2 separate regions of the Oryctolagus cuniculus genome follow, and region 2 is linked to region 1. Evidence: chromatin contacts called from public Micro-C data. All regions are on one chromosome and are shown on one strand. Each heading gives the region's core, a stretch centred on a gene start, on an enhancer-like site or on the middle of the called end of the contact. The rest is flanking DNA. Distances are from core to core; before and after follow the strand shown.

Region 1 (7,088 bases), core at 3,190-5,689:
CTCAGCAGGAAGTAACCGCCTAGTTCTGCCTCACCTTGGCCAGCTTCCAAACACCCTCCTGTGACTCTGGCTGCCAGCGCCAGCTCTCCCTGCAACGGAGCAGGCTGGCAGCGCAAGGAAAGACTGAGAGCTGGCAGCAGCCCTCCCTTAAGGACGAGTGGGAGATGGGGTTTGGACACCCCCGTCCCCAGCCCCACAGGTGCAGGAGGACCCAGGGTGAGTGTTGCACTTAGCCCTCAATGGGACGGAGGACCACTGCCCAGAGGGTACCTCACTGACCACACACCCTTTGCTAACACGCTTCCTTTTCCTCTCGCTTCTCCACTCCCCTCTTGATGTTTCCAGGGACCCACAAAGGCTATTTACACTCAAATCACTGCCTCAGAGTCCACTTCCAGGGAACGCAAACCAGAACAGGAGAAGTAGGCTGCGTGAGGCTTTGTTCCTTGCAACTAAAGAGCCAGGCACCTTGGCTCTGATCGGTTTGAGAGATGGGGATGTAAAGAAAGAAACAAATGCTCACACATCACCGGTGGGAATGCAAAATGAGAAAGCGCTTTGGAAAACAGCTTGGAAGTTTCTGGTAAAGTTAAACATACACCTACCATATGACCCAGCAATCCCACTGCTAGTTATTTACCCAAGCGAAATGAAAACGTATGTTCACACAAAAAGCTGTGCGTGAGTGTTTATAGTGGCTTTATTCATAATCACCCAGAACTGGAAGCCACCCAAATGTCTTTCAACGGGGGAACAGATAAACAAAGCATGGGCTCCTACTCAGAAATCCAAAGGAACTGATACAGAGAGACATGAACAAATCTCAAATGCCTCACGCTAAGTGAAACACTCGAAAGGCCACATTCTGTCGGATTCCATTTGTGCAACATTCTTGTCAAGACAAACACAGAGATGGGAAACAGATCAGTGGGTGCCCAAGACTGGGGGCTCCAGGGCGGTGAAAGCGCTCTTAATGGTGTTAAGGACAAGAGTGCATGTTTGTTAAAATACTCACAACTGTGCACGTTAGGAAGGTAAATGTTGGGGCCAGCATGTGGCACAGTGGATTAAGCTGCCACCTATGATGCCAGCATCCCATAAGAGTGCTGGTTCAAGTCCCCACTGCTCCACTTCTGATGCAGCTCCCTGATAATGTGCCTAGGAAGGCAGCAGAAAATGGCTCAAGTCCTTGGGCCCCTGCCGTCCACATGGGAGATCCGGATGGAGTTCCAGGCTCCTGGCTTCAGCCTGGCCCAGCCCTGACTATTGCAGACATTTGGGGAGTGAACAAGGGGATGGAAGATCTCTTCTCTGTGTAACTCTGCCTTTCAAATAAATAAATTTCAAAAGAGGGCGGGAAGGAAGAAGGAAGAAGGAAGAAGGAAGAAGGAAGAAGGAAGAAGGAAGGAAGGAAGGAAGGAAGGAAGGAAGGAAGGAAGGAAGGAAGGAAGGAAGCTGTTACTGTATACAGCTTACATCTTAATTGAAAAAATGGGAGGAAATGGAAGACAATGAAGGCCGTACTCTAAGCAAGGTTCCACAGCATGCTCCTGGATGAGCTGGGGCCAGCTCCTCAGCCACGGCTGGAGCGTGGCTCTAAAGAAAGACACTAAGTCGCAGTCGCCCATGCACAGCACCCCGTACTGAGGCCGGGATATCCCACCTGTGACAGCGGGGCATGGGGAGAGGATGTGGGCACTTTGCCGTCTGAAGTCACAACTGCAGAGGCTCCTAAAGCCACCAGGCAAATGAGTAAGACACAGCCAGCCTACCATGTGTGAGGAGGTTTCTATTGGAGGTGTTAGACACCTCAAGGAGACGTCAGGGGCTGTGGCCAGAGTTTAAATGAACAGGGCACCCAGAGATGAAGGGATAAACAAATGTGGGTCTGAACCAAAGCCCACCAGGAAGAAGGCACTGCTGACACCTGCCACTGGGTGGATGAACTGTGGAAACAGCATGCTAAGTGACAGACACCAGACACAAAAGGCCACATTTTGTATGACTGCATTTATGTGAAATGTTCAGAACAGGTCACTCCATGAAGACAGGACACGGGCAGTCACCAGCAGGTGCAGTGGGGCAGAGCAGAGTGACCGCCTCGAGGGTTCTCTCTGGGGTGGTGAAAGCGTTTCGGACCTTGACGGTGGGGATGAGCTCTTACAGCCACACCCGTGTGAGGGACTGATCCTGCTGCCTGTGCAGAGACACTCAGAAGCTCCTCCCCTCACAAGGTGCCACTGGCTCTTGTCCTGCTGGCCACAAAGGCTTCCTGCTCCTTGTGTCTTGAGCAGAAAGAACCTGGGTCCCTCTGTCCCTGAGAAAAAGAGCTCACCTCTGACCAGGTCCACTATTATTCCAGAAACCTGTACCGCAACCTCTCCTAGGTCCTCTTGGCTCCAAGCAGCTCCCTCTCCTCTGCCAGGGGAGCCAGAACAGCCCCCAGCCTTCTAGTCGATCCTCTTCCCAGTCTCCTCCCAGCTGCTGGCCTTGCCTGCACATACGTACACACCTGCCCATCCACTCTACTATTCATTTTTTTTAAGTCAAACATCACACATCCTGATGTCCCTGCGTTCTCCATTTCTCTTTACCTTTGAAGCCCACCTCCTCCTGGAGGAGGAATGATCCAGAGTCACTCACACTCGATTGGCTTGCACCAGCCCCAGGTCCCCAAGCTGGAAGCCCTCCTCCATCTCCCACACCAACTCCTTCTCCTGCCTCCCTGGCCTGGCCTCCAGGTAGCCCACCAGGTGAGCACCCATCTGCCACTGCAACAGCTGCTCTCCCTGTGAACTCCCTGAGCACAGGCTGCCTGCTTACCACTCTGTATCTCCAGCCCTGGGAACAGGATGTGACTCTCAGAATTGCTGAATGAACAAATGAATAAATCAGAATGCCAAAAAAAATAAATTCTTTCCTGTCTAAACACCATCCCAATACACGGAAATGTGAAGTGAGGCAGAGGAGGCAGAACCCTCTTCTGGGCATCAAGAGGCAGGAACTGAGTTCCAGCGGCATGACTTCAAGGGGATCATGGTCCTCTCTGACCCTGTTTGTTTCTTTAAAATTGGTTGCTTGGCTGCAATCCTCTTTAAAGTTCTCCTCAACACAAGTGCTGCATGATTCTGACAGCATTCTTCAAAGGTGCATAGCATTAAGGGGTCAGTGCTGTGGCACAGTGGGGTAAGCTGCTGCCTGCAGCTCCAGCATCCCATATGGGCACTGGTTTGAGTTCCAGCTGCTCTACTTCTGATCCAGCTCCCTGCTAATGAGCCTGGGAAAGCAGTAGAAGATGGCCCAAGTGCTCAGGGCCCTGCACTCACAGAGGAGATCTGGAAGAAGCTCCTGGCTCCTGGCTTTGGCCTGGCCCAGCCCCAGCCATTGAGGCCATTTGGGGAGTAAAATCAGCAAATGGTAGCTCTCTCTCCCTCTCTCCTCCCCTCCCTCCCTCCCCTCTTCCTCACTCCCTCCCTCCTTCTCTCTCTCTCTCTCTAATTCTGACTTCCAAATAAGTAAATAAATAAATCTAAAAAAAAAAAGAAGAAGAAATTAAAGGTGTGTCGCCAGCCCAGCAGGTAGCTCAGCCTCTTCCACTGTGGTTGGTTTGGTTTAAAGGGCAGGAATCAGAGGATGCACACTGGCCCCTAACTAAGGCCTAACATTTTCAGCAGGTGTCACAGCATTCTGGACTTCATCCTCTTCCCAGGGGTCGCTGAGAACGTAAGAGTATCTGAAAACAAGAGTGCCCGTGAAAAAGTGGACACACATGCACATGCACGCACACACAACCCTGGGGAACAGAACCCACACACTCCCCCAGTCAGAGCTCCAGAAACTGTGTCTGGGAGATGCTGCATTTTTCCAGAATTGTGTCATCCTTCCCAACAAAGGTCACGCTCGGGGCTCACAGACCTCCGAGAGCTGGGTGGGGCTGTCCGGGCCACAGTGGAGACAGCTGGCCACTCACATCACTCTTACGGTAGCTAAGACCTCCAGATGAGCTGGGTGCATACAGGCTGGAGTGGGCTGCTGGTCCCACCGTGACTAGGCAGTGCCCTGTGAGCACTGCAGGAACAGGCCCAGGCAGGCTTGGCCTCGGCCTGCTGGGCAGAAAAACAGAGCAGCTGTGTGGAGGCGTCCCAGCTTCTGGTGTAAAAATAAAGGAAGTGGGGGTAGAGAACAAGCTTGCCCTGGGCAGGGTCCGGGGGCTGCTGAAGCCACCAAGGTGGGAGAAGAGGCATCAGTGACCCGAGGTGACTCCTCTTCTGATGCAACACTGAACTTGAGGTAGTTAGGGGGCACTCCAATTCTAATGCTTTTCCTCGGAATTGTGGGACTTCACTGAAGGCCACCGCAAAGTCAGGAGTCCGCCAGGCCTGGGCTCGGGTCACACTGGGTGGCTGGGAGGCTGAGGCTGTGTCCCCTACACCAGTGGTTATCACATCAGGGCAGCAATGAGCCTCAAGAGCCAGCAAACCAGGCCGACCTCCCCTACCTGGCACGGGGACAGGGCCCAGGCGTTCTATCTGGCCTCGACCCTCAATTCCGAGTGTCCTTCATCTTCCCTGAGAACTCCTGGCCTCTGGACATTTGGTTTACTGGCCCCAGGGGAGGAAGACGACGTTGATGATGATCTGGGGAAGCTCAAGTTCAAACCTTGCCCCATGGCTGCACTGCTCAGTTTGTTTGGGGCAGAAGGGTGCTATTTGTCAAGGTCTCCCCTTAGAGCCCATAGACAGGAGGTAAAAGCCATTGAATGACCCCAGCCCCTCACAAACACCCCCACCAGCAACTCAGGACTAAGGCACACCCATTTCCTGGGAAAGGGCTGCACTCCGGACACTGGATGCTGCCAGGAGCCTTTCCCAGGAAGGCACGTTTGGCCTAGAGGTCAGATTGCTCTCGGGAAGCCCACATCCCACACCAGAGTACCTAGGTTCAGGTCCTGACTCTACTCTCACTCCAGCTTCCTGCTCATGCAGACCCTAGGAAGCAGTAGGTGATGGCTTGAGTACTTGGGCCCCTGCCATCCATCTGGGAGGCCTGGACTGAGTGCCTGGCTCCCAGCTTCTGCCTAGCCCAGCCCAAGCTGCTGCAAGCACTTGGGGAGAGAACCAGCAGAGGGGAGATCGCTCTCTCTGTGTGTCTATTTGTCTCTCTTCCTGTCTCTCACCCTCTCAAATAAAATAATAAATAATTTTTTAAGTGTCATGGTTGACAAGGCCTGCTTTGGGCATGTATCTCTGAAAGGCTCTCTTTTATGTTTGTTCCCCTGACACCTTTCATCATTGCTCCGTGAGACAGCAAGAAAACAACACCGTGGGAGTATGACAATGACAGCTCCGGATAAACATGTGCCGCCTGTCAGATGGAAGCTTGGTTTGTCCTCTGTCGCAGTCACTCTTGGCAACGGCGCTGCAGAAAGGGAGGCCGAGCCTTCTGGAAGGTCTGAGTGTGTTCTTGAAAAGCGTGAGCACCGCACGCGGCCCTGGTGATGCCATGAACATCCCACTTGCGCTGATCTGAAATCTGGTTAAATGAGAAACGCTCTTGCTGGGTGTCCTGGAGACTGCCTGCTTTTTGTTTTAATGTGGTTTTAATCAAGGAATCGTGGCTCTCTGTTCCTTCAGGAAATTCTGTTAAATGTTTCACATTCCTCACAGAGAACTACTGTCTATGCAGATTACGATTCCAAGTCTTGAGTCCAGACAGTTTGGGGGATAAGCAGTGTTTCTGTTTTCCTTGATGTCGGCGTGCGAAGCGGGAAAAGGGGAGGGGAGGAAAGGACGCGAGTGCTCCTCCGACCCTGACACGTCGGCCCCGGACAAGACCAGGAACTTCCGGGGACTCCGGACATGTGGGTCACATGTGCAACACTGATGGGAGAGCAGCGGAGCGCCTAAAAATAGACATTTCACCCAAAGAAGTTTTATCCATGACACCGCATCACTCTCAGCGTGGCGGAGCAGTGCAGACTATGACATGGCACGTGAGGAATACAAGAGCGGACGCTGTTCCAAAGGCGACACGGAATGAGACGATAAACCCGGCCGTGACGGAGCCACTCCCTCCTCCCTCCCAGGGCCACTTCCAATTTTTCCTGCAGCTCTGACTCAGTGCTGAAGACGCTGGCTTTGAAATGTGCACGTAGGGAGCAAAGCCTGTCTGACCTCTCCTTACCCCAGCCTGGGCCTGGAGGGACAGCAGGGCAGGAAGCTTTCGCAAGGCCCCCACGACAGGGCTCCAACCAACATCTGCATTTGGCTTCTGCATCTTGAGCCGACCGACCGAGACCCTGAGCCCTTCGGTGTAGCACAGAAGGGGGTCTCGCTCCACAAGCCTGCAGCGTGGTCTGATTGCAGACAGATTCCCAGTAGACCCACTCCAGAGGGCTGGGCGCTGCACTTCTATGGATGGCAGGGAGTTGTCTAAGCCCCGAGCCCTCAACTAGACTCGTGGAGAAGGTGGGAAAGCAGAGACTGCGTGACTGTGAGGCGGTCAGGGGCCGGCACCCACACACCTGCCCCCACTGGGCCCACTTCCAGCATCTGTGATACCCTCCCAGTGGACACAGAGTTGGGACAGTGATCACAATGACACCGCAATAACAGCTCAACTTTACTGAGCGCTGACAAAGTTCAAAACGCTTTCTTTATGTGTGATCTAAATCTGTACATTTGATAAATGATACATCTGGTATGTTCTACTTAGGATATTTATTATTTAGGAAGTAACCTAAATAATCCCCACAAGTAGATATACTATGTGCGTTCTTTAGTTGAGGGAAGTATGAAGTCACAGAACCCGTCCTACAAAGCAGGTGTTATCTCCATTTCACAGACAAGAAAGTTGAGACAGGGAGAGGCTCGTAATTTGCCCTACGTCAAGGGTCAGCAAATGTTTTCCGTGATAGGCCAGATGGTAAGTATTTCGGTGGGCCTTATGGTCCCTGTCACACTACCCAACTCGGCTGTCGGAGGGGGAACCTGGCCCTAGACAAGAGGTCAACAAAAGTGTGGCTGGCTGTGCTGTAACAGAACTTTTCCTGTGGACATGGAATTTTTAATTTTGTGTGATTTTTTATA
Region 2 (7,088 bases), core at 3,379-5,878, 37 kb after region 1:
GTGCCAGCTTCAAATATCACCCACAGGTCTGAATGCCTTCTGAGAACACGCAGGGGTCCAGGTACAGGCTGAACAGCCCTGGGTAAGGAGGACTCAGCTCATATATTGAGGCTGTTGCTGAAATGCACGTGGGCATCCTTGCATCCTTCAGCCCAGAGCAGGGGGGTGGGAGTGGGGGGGGGGGTGTCAGTTAGCAAGCTGTTACAGGAGCTATCGCTGAGTAAGGCATCATTTAAACAAGGATTTGTCTGGGCACTAGAAGACTCAGACTCTGGAGAGTTTAGAAGCTGACAAGAAGCAACTCAGCTACTGAAAGACGAGAGTCTTAGGGGCATTTATCCGATGATCTTAAAAACAGGCAGCTAGATTTGCTACAATCATCATTTAAAAGCTTTCTTTTACAAAGCAAGGCTTTCTGAAAACACTGCTTTTGGTTTCTCTACCTCCAAGTTGTCAGTACTGAAAAGGAAACTCTCAAAAAATGAAAGGCAGTTTCACTTAACGTGCTGGGTTTAAGAGGCCAGGCAGCTTTCACACTCGCAGAGCTGTCTCCCAGGCTTTCACAGAAGGGAGAAGCTGCAGGGTGGAGTGAGTGTGCCTGCCCACAGCGGTCAGGGGGCTGGGAGCTCCAGAGACATTCCACAGTGAGCCTTCGCTGTCAGCATCACATTATCACGAATGAGGTGTGAGGAGCTGGCTCTCCTGCTGTGGAATGCTGGGTCTGTGCAAGGCAGACAGCCCCTCCAGGCTAGGGCCTCCAGGTTCGCTCCCTGCCCCCAGCTGCATGTTCTCCCGGGTCCCTAATCTTGATGGTCAGGAAGATCCAGGCCAGCAAGTTGCAGTTAGCTGCGCAAGAACTGCTAGCTTTCAGCAGTTGTGACAAACGGTAAAGTCATTAGGTTCCTGTACTTGGTGCTTGACAGTTTCAAGCTCAGTAAAATATGATCGATACTCTTTCTGATGTCTTTATTGATCAGCTATGGCTACGGGTGGCCTTGCAGTTTCCTCTCCTTACAGCTCACTCAGAAATGAACAGATCTCAAGTATGAGAAAAACTGAAAACCTTTATTGCGACAATAAAACCAAAAGAAACACACAAAAGGCACTCTGCAAACACTCCTTCTCACTACCATTATTTCAACACTAGTTGGCCTGCCAATTTTCTGATTCTGAAATGTAAATAGATAGATAGAAAAGTTAGCCTGGGTCTCTTTTTCATTAAATGCTTAATCACTTAGCTCATTTCCATAAACTGGCAGGAATTCAATCTCAACTCCTTTCTTTTTTTCCTCAGCCGCTTTTTAGGGGAGTAATCCAACATTCCCAAGAGCAATTAAGTGATGTTTTCTCATGAGACCAAGACAAATAAACAGCCCAAAAAATACATTTCCGTGAATTTAAAATGTTGAACTCAGATCTCTATCTTTTCTTATTTCTAAACAATTGTCACAAAGGTGCAACTTGCCTGCTACATTTTCTAAATCACTAACATTGAATCGTTTTTACTCTACTCCACTGGTAGACTTTCTATGTTGTTGCTACTTTAAAGTTTTCCACTGTATCCATGATTTGCCACGGTAAGAATCTGAACATACAGCAAATTTCAAAGCCGTTAGGAATGCGGAATAATAACAAAAGATAGGCCCCAATTTACCCACAAACATGGACAACTACAAATTACTTTATAGCATTTGCAAAGCGTGTCTGTCTTTCTTCAAAGTCTGTTTCTCTATTGTTTGGGACAAATGTGACTTTTATTTGAAAGCCATATTTTAAATCGTTTCCAATATATTTTTGTTAAGTGAACTAAATTGAATTTCTTTTTTTTTTTTTTTTAAGATTTCATTTATTTATTTGAGAGGTAGAGCTACAGACAGTGAGAGGGAGAGACAGAGAGAAAGGTCTTCCATCCGCTGGTTCACTCCCCAAATGGCTGCAACGGCTGGAGCTGAGCTGATCCAAAGCCAGGAACCAGGAACTTCTTCTGGGTCTCCCACACGGGTGCAGGAGCCCAAGCGCCTGGGCCATCTTCTACTGCTTCCCCAGGCCATAGCAGAGAGCTGTATCAGAAGAGGAGCAGCCAGGACTAGAACGGGCGCCCGTATGGGATGCCAGCGCTGCAGGCAGAGGCCACAGCACTGGCCCCTTAAATTAAATTTCACATTCACCAATTATATTTCCTATCTGTAACCATTCACAAGCATTTTTAAGGAGTGTTTTTCAAACAATTCCAACTCAAATTTTTTCGTGTACTACAAATGTTATGCCAGATACGTCACTACATGGTCTCAGACTCATTTCTGGATATCTGGAGAATTACGAGGTTTGATAGAATAAGCTCAAGGAGAGAGCTGAGAGGAGAAAAGTAAGTTGTTTTTATTTCTAAAAAATGCCACACTGAGCCCCATCGCCAGAGAGTGAAGCACTTGAAATCACTGATTCTCTTGATGTAAGAGAGAAAGCAAAGTACAAATTTTTAAATGAAGTTTCCACATAAATGATGAATTTTTCTCATCCGTGTGTCAGTCTCTGCAGGTTTCCTTACATTTTCCCTCAATTTCAAAACCACCCTCAAGAGCTAAACTCTCACAGTGAGACTGAAAAAGACGTTAAAAGAGGAAAAAAATAAAAAACCAAAAGATGCATTCTTGAACACTATTAATCACTGTAATTCTGGCCAACAGGCATTGGTCACTGCACACAATCTGCCAGCCAGAAGCTCTCTTCCCCAAGGCTCTGAAAAAAACCATTTTATTATCCTGACAAAAGTATCAGCAGGTAAACTCATTTCAGTGAAAAACACCAGGCAGAACAGTGCGTGTGTGTGTGTGTGTGCGCGCGCACGCGCGCACAGGGGGTAGCTGATATCACTCTGCCCCCCCCCCCCCACCTCAGTAACCAAACGTGAGGGAAGAGAGAGGCACCCTGCAGGCAAGCAAATGTGCAGCGGAACAGAAATCCGGGGAGCAAGCCGCTCCCCAGCAACAGGCGGAATCAGAGGCACTTGCAAGGCCTACCGCACCACCATACCAGAGGCTGCCCAAGAAACAATTTCAGAATGAGGGGGTGGAAACTTCCCCAGCCCCGAGGGAGCCGGTCCACTGGGTCCCCACAGCAGGTGGTCTGCCGCAGAGACTGCAAACAGGGGTCTGTCCGACAGGACACTTGCCCAGCCCAGAGGAGACCCCGCCCGCTGCCACTTGGGCTCAGCTGGCTAAGAACGTCCGGCTGCAGGAAGACACACAAAACCCCAGGCCTTAGAACCCAAAGTCGCTAAGGAACAGCCTTTGGTAAAAATGTGCTCACACCCAGGCTCAGCCTTGGGGGAAGGCCGGGACAGGCCCGCCTATTTCAACCTCAGCTCAGGGTCTTCAGCCACTGCCTCTCTGGGGGCTTTCGAAGCGAACCTTGGCGGAGAGGCTGCCTCAGAGAGACAAGTGCCAAGGGCCGGCTCAGCTGCTGAGCCCCAGGCCACGGTGGGCTCTGCACCGCCCCCCCCCCCTCCACCCGCACACCATGTCCAGCCACAAGGCGATGGAATGGGCTGGGTAAACACGGGCCTTTTTATTGCTGGCCAGGAATTCTTCCTTCATTCATCAAAGCGGGTGAATGAAAATATTAAGAAGTAGGTAAGGCATTTCCTGGGCTGCTTACCGAGCCCCCCTCCGTCTGCCTTCTTACCTCGGCTACCAAAGGGGCAAGCCACTTCCCCTGTCGGGAGACAGCCGCACGCTGGACCTTACACAGACCCCGCCGCGCTCCTCTTCAGGAGCACCTAAGTTTCCGGCTCCTTTCCGCCTGTCCCTTCTTCCCGGCTAAGGCAGCGTCCAGCTGTGTTTCCAGGACAGACTCAGCATCTCGCCCACCGCACCCCGCCAACCCCATGCCGGCGCCCGAGGACGTGCCTCCAAGACCCCATCAACGCACCCACCTGAGCCTACCCGGCGGTCGGGGGGCCTGCAGCGCCCCCGCCCCGGAGGAAGGCGCTGAGAGCCGGCGACCCGCACGGCCGCCCTTCCGCCACGCCGCGGACGGGCCGACGGCCCCGCGCCCCGGCTCTGCCGTCCCCAGCGCCGGGTTTCCCCGCGGCTGCTCCCCGCCAAGAGTCGGTCTCAAGTCGGCTGCGCACGCCAGCACCCGGCTTCTGCCCACAGCACCAGCCCCAGCCCGAGCCGGCTCCGGCCGCAGTTCCGCGCGCACGTTCGCGCGGCTGCCCGCGCTGACCCCTCAGCCCGCACCGTCTGAGGGCCCCGCATCCCGGCCCCCGCACCCTCCCGCCCAGGTGCGCCTTCCCCGCGCCCGGGACCCCGGCCGCCCGCCCCGCCGCTCTCAGAGCCGGCTCGCCCGGGGCATCCCGCGCCCGCACCGCCCGGCCCGGCCCGGCCCGGCCCGCACGCGGCCGCGCCAGCCCCGCGCTCACCTTCCCTGGCTTTCAGCAAGACCGTGTTGGCCACGATGTTTTCCAGCTCCATTGACAGCCGGCGGGCAGCGCGCGAGCCGGCCGGCGGGGCTGTCAGCGCCTGCGGGGCTGCCGCTGCTGTGGAGCGCGAGCCCGCCGCGCCTACCGCATGATTCCTGCTCCCAGCGCTCGGAGCTCGCCCCTCTGCGGCGAGCAGCGCCGCCGCCGCTCCTTCCTCCCTCCGGGTCCCCCGCCCCCCGCCCCCCACCCGCCGCAAGCCTCTGTCACTCCATTCTCCTCCCCTCCGCCTCCCTCGGATGCTTTAACGCTTCGGATGCTTCTGCCTCCCCTCCGGCCCTCCCGGGGGTGTGGTACCAGCAGGCTCGGGCCCCCGCACTGCGCAGGCGCAGGCCAGGGCGCGCCTCCCGCCTCGGCGCCGCGCCGCAGGGGCTGATGGGACTTGTAGTTCTCTCGCTTGCGCCGAGTGAGGCTGGGGCGGGGCGGGCCCCGCGCGCGGCGGCGGCGGCGGCGGCGGCGGGAATCCCAGACCCGCCCCGGGACGGCGCCGGAGAGCTAGGGCGGCCCCGCCGCGCCGGTGATCGGAAAGCGGAGTCCGCGGGCTGGGGCGTTGCTCGGGGTGGGACGCGAGCAGGAGCCCGGCTCCTCTGGGCCACCTCGGATCCACGAGGGGGCTGAGCCCCGGAGCGGCGCCGCGCCCCCAGGGCCGCGGGCCCGACCCCGGCCCGCCGTCTCGCACACGCTCGCGCCAGGTCAAGGACAAAGGTGTACTTTGTTTCCTCAGAGGGCGGGAAGGGGTCCGCGAGCTGCAGCCGCCCCGCGCTGGAGCCCGTGTCGGTGGCCGCGCAGCATGAGCGCCCCCCGGCGGCCGGGATCTCCGCCGACGGCCTCCCGCGCCCGGGATCGGGGTCCCGGCCTGGCCAGTGGGTCGTTCGGTTAACAAGCAGCCTTCCAGCACGCGGGGCCCACAAGCCGACGACCCCGGGGACAGCCGCACTCCTTCAGGCCAACGGGGACGCGGCGAGCCTCGTCCCGGGGCCGGGCTCATGCGCTCGGCCACAGCGACGGTGGAGTAGCCGGCTCCGATCTCCTGGGGAGGAAAAGAGCTGTGTCCGGACTCCTGGGGTCCGCGCCCAGCGCCCCTCGGGCTGGGGGAGGCGCGGCCTGGCCGCCGAGAACAATGAGGCCTTGGCCGCCTTTGTGTGCTGCGGCCGGAAATCCGCTGCTCCGAGGTGGGCCTGCTCTGTCCTGAAAGAGGCCACCTTCTGTCCCCTTGGTTGCCAGGAAGTTACAGGGAGGTGGCCGAAAGACACGAACAGTTACTATGCACTGGAGAACCCAGAGACTAACGGGCTCTCCAGGCCTTTCGCCAGGAACGGTCGCCAGCGTGGAGCGCGCCGCCCACCACCGCCGTCCGGGGTCTGCACGGGGCTCACAGGGTCTCCCGGGTCTGCCAAGTGGCAGTAACAGTTTACTGCCTTCCATTACAGGAGTTACTGTTGCAAGGAACCCAGACTCGGGCCTCACCGCAGACCCGCATTCACTGTGCCCAAACTTGTCACGAAGAAGAGGAGCCGCGAAGCTGGCCCCGTCTTAGATCAGCTTCAAGTAGCTGTCCGCCTGGCCCTGACAGCCCACAGTTTATTTGGTTGACATTTTAAAAATAATAGCCAGAGGGCCTGTGCCGTGGCTCACTTGGCTAATCCTCTGCCTGCGGCACCGGCATCCCATATGGTCGCAGGGTTCTAGTCCTGGTTGCTCCTTTTCCAGTCCAGCTCTCTGCTGTGGCCCGGAAGGGCATTGGAGGATGGCCCAAGTGCTTGGGCCCTGCACCCGCATGGGAGACCAGGAGGAAGCACCTGGCTCCTGGCTTCGGATCGGCACAGCGCTGGCCATAGTGGCGGTTTGGGGGATGAACCAACAGAAGGAAGACCTTTCTCTCTGTCTCTCTCTCTGTCTATAACTCTACCTGTCAAATTAAAAAATAATAATAGCTAGAGCCAGCCTTGTGGCACAGCAGGTTAAGTCAGCTACTGTGTAGGACACCAGCCTCTCCTGACACAGCATGGCTGCTCCACTTCCCGCCTGGGAAAGCTGTGGAAGATTGGCCCTGAGTGGCTGGGCCACTGCCACCCACATGGGAGACCCAGATGGAGTTTAGGATCCTGGCTTCAGCATGACCCAGCCCTGGCTGTTGTTGCCATTTGGGGAATGAACCAGCAGATGGAAGATCTTGCTTTCTCTTTGTCTATCCCACTCTCTTTCTGGCACTCTGTCATTCAAATAAATATTATTTTAAGATTTATTTATTTACTTGAAAGGTAGAGTTACAGAAAGAGAGAGGTCTTCCACCTGCTGGTTCACTCCCCAGATGGCCACAATGACTGGAGCTGAGCTGATCGGAAGCCAGGAGCCAGGAGCTCCTTCCAGGTCTCCCACGTGGGTGCAGGGGCCCAAGCACTTGGGCCATCTTCTACTGCTTTCCCAGGCCATAGCAGAGAGCTGGATTGGAAGTGGAGCAGCCGGGACTCAAACTGGTGCCCATATGGGATGCCAGCACTGCAGGCGGCGGCTTTACCCGCTATGCCACAGTGCTGGCCCTTCAAATATTTTTAAGAATTGAATACCTATTAGATAGCTTATGCTCCACACTCTCAAACTTTCACAAGCA

The links. A called contact is a pair of places that touch in the nucleus more often than the background predicts.
Region 2: a Micro-C map of ear pinna shows a contact between it and region 1, with 2.5 times the contacts expected there. The contact joins the promoter of GRK5 here to the enhancer-like site in region 1. A contact is called at or near these places in 4 of 6 Hi-C or Micro-C datasets (ear pinna, embryonic fibroblasts, skin fibroblasts and 1 more).

Annotation. Positions count from the first base shown.
Region 1 is chr15:11,407,257-11,414,344 of mOryCun1.1, forward strand. The region is part of intron 1 of GRK5 (G protein-coupled receptor kinase 5); the gene reads right to left. Among named protein-coding and RNA genes, the nearest start is that of GRK5, 38 kb to the right of the region's middle. Within about 2 kb of position 4,440, at least 3 of the 8 cell types and tissues checked have an H3K27ac peak or open chromatin away from gene starts, as enhancers often do. A contact at or near this core is called in ear pinna, where this site is marked.
Region 2 is chr15:11,444,235-11,451,322 of mOryCun1.1, forward strand. GRK5 (G protein-coupled receptor kinase 5) reads right to left here and starts at 4,629. Exons shown (of 16, transcript XM_051824219.2): 1 at 4,421-4,629. The coding sequence starts at 4,472.